Linked DNA regions of Sorghum bicolor: region 2 is linked to region 1. A link is a contact called in public HiCAR-type data. All regions are on one chromosome and are shown on one strand. The core of a region is the stretch at or near the end of the contact, and the rest is flanking DNA. Distances in the headings are between cores, read along the strand shown.

What was found. HiCAR-type assays count read pairs that join an accessible place to other places.
Region 2: a HiCAR-type map of leaf shows a contact between it and region 1, with 3 times the contacts expected there. The contact joins the promoter of LOC8081073 here to the promoter of LOC110432449 in region 1. A contact is called at or near these places in 1 of 4 Hi-C or Micro-C datasets (leaf) and 1 of 1 datasets of contacts at active chromatin or transcription factors (leaf).

The regions. Positions count from the first base shown.
Region 1 is chr1:68,028,065-68,030,956 of Sorghum_bicolor_NCBIv3, forward strand. LOC110432449 (glycine-rich cell wall structural protein-like) reads right to left here and starts at 1,526. Exons shown (of 1, transcript XM_021452894.1): 1 at 549-1,526. The coding sequence starts at 1,526. The coding sequence ends at 549.
Region 2 is chr1:68,064,006-68,066,897 of Sorghum_bicolor_NCBIv3, forward strand. It overlaps LOC8081073 (FIP1[V]-like protein), which reads left to right and starts at 1,466. Exons shown (of 17, transcript XM_002465323.2): 1 at 1,466-1,961; 2 at 2,248-2,315; 3 at 2,795-2,861. The coding sequence starts at 1,707.

The DNA of each region.
Region 1 (2,892 bases), core at 276-2,775:
CGCCAAAGACGGCAACTAAGCAATGGCTTGGTGAGGCTTTCACCCAAGGCAGCAAGAAGAAGCATGCGCCATTAGCTAGGGAAGGAGAAATTTCACCAACCACCAAACTGATTAATCCAAAGCTGAAATCGTTGGTTTTCTTTCTTTCTGCAACCGATCGGTTTCAATTTTTGTGCAAATGGAAGTTTTTTTTAAAAAAAAATAGATGAAACTGAACCGAAATGTCGGTTCCAACCGATTGCCCAATCCTATTGGCACGTCACTCTATAATATCACTTCGGACTAACAATAAAAATAAATAGTTTGTACAAAGACATTGGTTAGTCTCAAATGGTAGTAGTCACGAACAGAAGTACTTATCATTGCAAACATAACATCTCAATATCTTTATTCCTTAACGAAGATGATGAATAAGTAATTGTAAGCATACAACAATGAAGACGGTGAAGTTCAATTAAAATTACAACATAAGATTTGGTTGGTCATATGTACTAGTATTTATCTGCATCACAAAATAACTCCATGCTTCAATGCATATACAATATAATTCACCAATGTCCACCGCCAAAGCCACCGCCGCCACCGAAACCGCCGCCGCCGCCACTGCCCAAGCCAGCGCCACCTCCGGCACCACCACCAAACCCTCCTCCTACACCACCTCCGCCACCCAAGCCACCACCACCACCGAACCCTCCCCCGGCACCACCTCCTGCTCCACCACCAGCGCCAAACCCGCCACCACTACCTCCACCAAGACCTCCGCTGAAACCTTTGCCTCCCCCGAAACCACCACCTATTCCAGAACCACTACCACCTCCAAGGCCACCACCACCACCAAGGCCGCTGCCTCCACCAAGACCACCTCCAACTCCACTTCCCAATCCACCACCTGCACCGCCGCCAAGGCCACTGCCTCCGCCAAGACCACCTCCAGCTCCACCGCCTGCACCGCCACCGAGGCCACCTCCAGCACCGCCCCCTAGACCACCACCTGCACCGACACCACCTCCAAACCCTCCTCCCGTGCCACCACCAAGGCCTCCACCAACACCACCGCCTAGGCCACCGCCTGCGCCAGCACCCCCGCCAAGGCCACCTCCTCCACCAAGACCACCTCCAGCACCACCACCTAGTCCACCACCCGCTCCACCGCCTAAGCCGCCTCCTCCACCAAGACCTCCGCCACCTCCAAGGCCACCACCATGCCCAAGCCCTCCACCGAGTCCACCGCCTGCTCCGCCGCCACCACCAAGACCACTGCCCACACCTAGGCCGCCACCTTTTCCACCTCCAAACCCGCCGCCAAGACCTCCACCATGCCCAAGCCCTCCACCAAATCCACCACCGGCGCCACCTCCTCCACCAAGCCCAGCACCACCACCAAAGCCAGCGCCTCCGCCGAAACCGCCGCCACCGCCCAAGTTCTGGGTCTCAAGGAACCGCGCATCAACGGCCACTCCGAGAGCCAGCACCACGGCCAATGCCGCGAGCTCCAAGGCCCTCCCACGCCTCGCCACCCTCCCCATGACGATGAGATGGACAGTGGAGTAAATTGAGCTGCGTGTTGCTTATTGATGCTTGCAGCGAAGGACGCTGCATGCTTATATATATGCGCGGAGCCGATGTGATCAAGTGGAGCGAGCGAGTGGGCAGTGTGGAAAGCTAGCTAGCAGCAGACTGCATGTGTACGTGGAGTTAATGTCGGTAGTTGCAGCACGTCTCAACTGTCACGGCCTCAGCCTCCAAAGGCAAGCCGCGCCAGCGAGGAGACACGCTGTGCGGGATGCCGATGCCGTCGCCGGAACAGACAGAGAAGAGCACGACATGGGCGAGCAGAGAGCCAGAGACGGGCCCGGCCCGGCCGTCTCGCGGCTATTTACCACGGCCGGGACTAGGGGCCCCGGCACAGAGACTGTTTGCAATGTGTTTGTTTTGAGGCTGCTCGATCGTGCATGAGCGTTTGCAGTGGATTCGGTTGGTGAGCTGTGGCTCTCTGAGCGGACGGGGCGCGCGGGGGACGCCGGTGCATTTATGTTGACGCGCTTGACCGGGTGGGGCGCCGGCCGCTCAACCAACTGACGAGCCAGAGCGCGCGCCAGCGCAAAGACTCAAGACGATGCGCCCATGCCACCGCGAGCGACACTGTCACGGTGCCGCGGCGCTTTTCGTTTCCTACCGGCTGCGCGCGGTGTGCGGTCGCACCGGTATAGGGTAGTCACCTTTTTTTTTTAAGGATATACACGTAATAATCACGTACCCACGCACGGCTGGCGGCCGGCACGCGGGTCGCAGGACATTGCTTGTGCTGAGCCGCCGGTACGTTGTGACTTGTGAGACCTGCCGCTTTCGCATCACAGGTCTGTGTCTGTCTTGAGCTTCGTAGCGAGTCCCACTGTGTCCCAGTATCAGAACTGATACGTACAACGGTGGTGGGGCAAAATTTACTTTTTGTCATTATGTACTGCCGACAGTATAGATAGCCGGTGAGCAGTGTACTAGGTAGTAGCCACAAAAGATCAGTTATCTGGATACGCATGGCCTGTGGTTTGTGGCACGGACTCTTTTTACTTTGGAGTCGTGCATACTACGCCACAGTCAAAAACTCACAACTCAAAGGTACATTACGAAAGCTACTAATAACCTGCCTGAAGCAAACTCGCGCTTTCTATCTAGCTCTCGCCTGATCCAGACATGTATATCCACAGATTTAGCGAACCCACCACCATTAAGGGCACGTACAACGGTTGTGTGGAAGCCGTCTGCACGCATCTACCGAGACAAAACCAACAGAATTATCACGGAGAGAGAGTGCTGCCGTCGCCTCACGAGCCGACGGCCATGGCTCGTGCTCCCAGAGCAAACACGGGCGTGGTCTGATCCCGTGCGGCAAGC
Region 2 (2,892 bases), core at 216-2,715, 36 kb after region 1:
CGCTCACTCTCACAAAGAGATGGGTTGGGGAGAGATTCATAGAGCTTTGGAATGTCTTTAGAATGATGAGTGCATCAGCAACACCAACCGAGCACGTGGGATGGGTACATATATTTAGTCCCCATAAGAACCACCGTTAAAGCTCAAAACATTATGGGCGTCTAGGGTGCAGAGCTTCCACCTTTGAACGCGGACTTCTCGTCTAAACGCAGAACTTCCACAGCCTTAGCACAACAGGACTTGTGAAAACGCCATAGCCTTTTACTCTGAACTCTGTTCTCAATGATATTGGAATTTTCAGAAAGCCCAACCCAACCAAGAACAAGCCACAAGTTATTTCTCTCATCTTAACACTTGGGGTTCGGTCACTCTGAGCACTTGAGACTTGTCTAACTATTAGCGCCGTGGATGTCTTAGAACATGAGTTTTTGGTAAAATTAAATTGATTCAAGAACAATTCAATACCTAATACCTGTGTACCTCTATAGTAGATGATCCACATGTGACATATATAACACAACATCACACGAAGACTAGACAACATGCGTAGAGATTAAATTTAGAAAGACAAAGATAACATGCACTGGCCTAATGATACTCCAAATACTGAAATTATCATAATTTCTATGGATATTAATTGTATTGCTACCTAAGTATAATTATCGAAGAGAGAAAGCAAAATTCATAGAATTGAATTTAAGTTAGAAACCATGTCTACACGAGAACTAAGACATGAAGGATGTGATTGGTTAGGAATGGAGAGAGAGATGATGAATGTGATTGGATAAAAAATTATTGTGTAGAAACTATCCATTGTGACCATGGTTTTTATATGCATATTTTGCTGGGCATGAGATTTGGTTAGAGCAGTCCCAATGCTAGAAACTATATGTAATTTTTATACCTATTAATTTCTTTAGACACTATATATAGAAACCATAATCCTAATGGATATTTTTTATCCAATCACATACATTCTCTCTCCAATCTCTATCAATCACATTCCTTCATGTTTTGGTTTTCGTGTAGATATGGTTTCTAACTTAGACCCGGTTTCTATAATTTTTACTCTCTTTTCTTAATAACTACTATGGCCTTGTTTAGTTCACCCTGAAATCCAAAATCTTTTCAAGATTCCCCGTCAAATCGAACTTTGCGCCGCATGCATGGAGTATTAAATATAGATGAAAACAAAAACTAATTGCACAGTTTATCTGTAAATCACGAGATGAATCTTTTAAACCTAGTTACTCTATGATTGGATAATGTTTGTCAAATAAAAACGAAAGGCCTATCTTACCATGTCAGAAAAATGTTTAGATAACAATACAATTAATGTTAAAATTATAGTAGTTTGTGTACTAGGACTCTAGGAGTACCTTCTCTACACATGTCAACAATTCACCATGGATGCACGGACCAGGGTCCGCCCATTCCACGTGGCTGTCAAAAGGTTAATGCTAGGTGGAGCCACAGGGGTACTCCCGTCAACTCCTGCTGTTCACGGGCTGAAGCGAAAATTCAGCCCCAACCAGGCCGGCGACGGACGCCTCCTTGTTCTCTTCGCCGCCGCCGCTGCGTGGGCTAGGCTGACTTGACCAATCTCGGCCTATCGAGGCTCTTGCTGCCCCGACCACGGAAGGAGCCTCCTGCAGCGTGGCTCCGGCCTCCGGTCGACCACGAAGCCTCGATCTGCTCGTCCCTGCATGAGGAGGTTACTCGTCATCCTGTTCGCAGCGGCTGCCCTCGCGGTAGCCACCAGCGCGCACGAGCACCATGGCGAGGCGCCCACCTGCGCTGGAGGCAGCGGGCACGTGCTCGCGGAGTTCCGCCCCGGGGAGGTGACCGTGGACGGGCACAGCGACGACTGGGACAGCGTGGAGGCCTCAGAGTTCGCGCTGCTGCCGGCGCTCGATCCAGACGAAGATAAGGCCTACTCCGGCGGCAAGGTCGCTGTAAAGGTTCGTCGCTTCCAGGCTCTCTTCTTCGTCGTCTTCTCTTTCTCTTACTCTCCTCCCCCATAGCGAAACATGTGGATCACGAGAAGTTAGGCTGATCTCAATTAGATTCAGAACTGACTGTTGCCGAAATGGGGCTCGATAAGCCGAATCATGGACTTGCGATTGCAAAATATTAGATTTATCTGGAATAGCTAGCTAGATGATCGAGTTCAGTTTTCTACTAATACTTTGAAACCTTGATGTCTCCGAAGTGGTGCTTTATTGACTTCGGAAGTTGGCTGTGCAGGCTGTGCATGATGGTGTCAACGTCTTCTTCTTGCTTCAGGTTTATGGGGATTACGCTTACACTAAAGGGTACTTTCGCCTTCTTTCTGTGTCACTACATCTGTACCAGTGCGGATAGAGCGATAGTGGGGGTTGTAGTGCTCTTTATGGCCACTCTTTTAGTTCAGAGACGTTGGGCAACCAATCAGCTACTCCTATATCGTTTTTTTGATGCACCAATCCGTCACGATCTGTTTGTCCTTTAACTTTGGCATTGTCAGTTGATTGGAGGCCTATAGATTTATACATTTTTCTCGATTGTTCTGTTAAATAGTACTAGTATCATAACAGCTTTTCTTGTTGTGTTGGTCTTCTTTGAGGCCTGACGGTGTTTTAACTGGATTGAGTATACCTTCCACCCAAGGCATGTTGCTGGTTTGATTTGATTGATTGTGCCTTGCGAGAACTATTTCATTCTCAAAATGGATTTTAACCTTCTACCATTAATTTAAACATATAGCTCTGAATCTAGTAACCTGTGCTTTTGGTTCACCTGTTCATCAACACAGGGAAAGTAACAAATGCCCTTCTGTTGCTCTCATGTTCCAAGTTGGAGAGAAAGCCACATTTTACAATGTAAGTTTGGGTTGCTTCCAGCTATGAACCA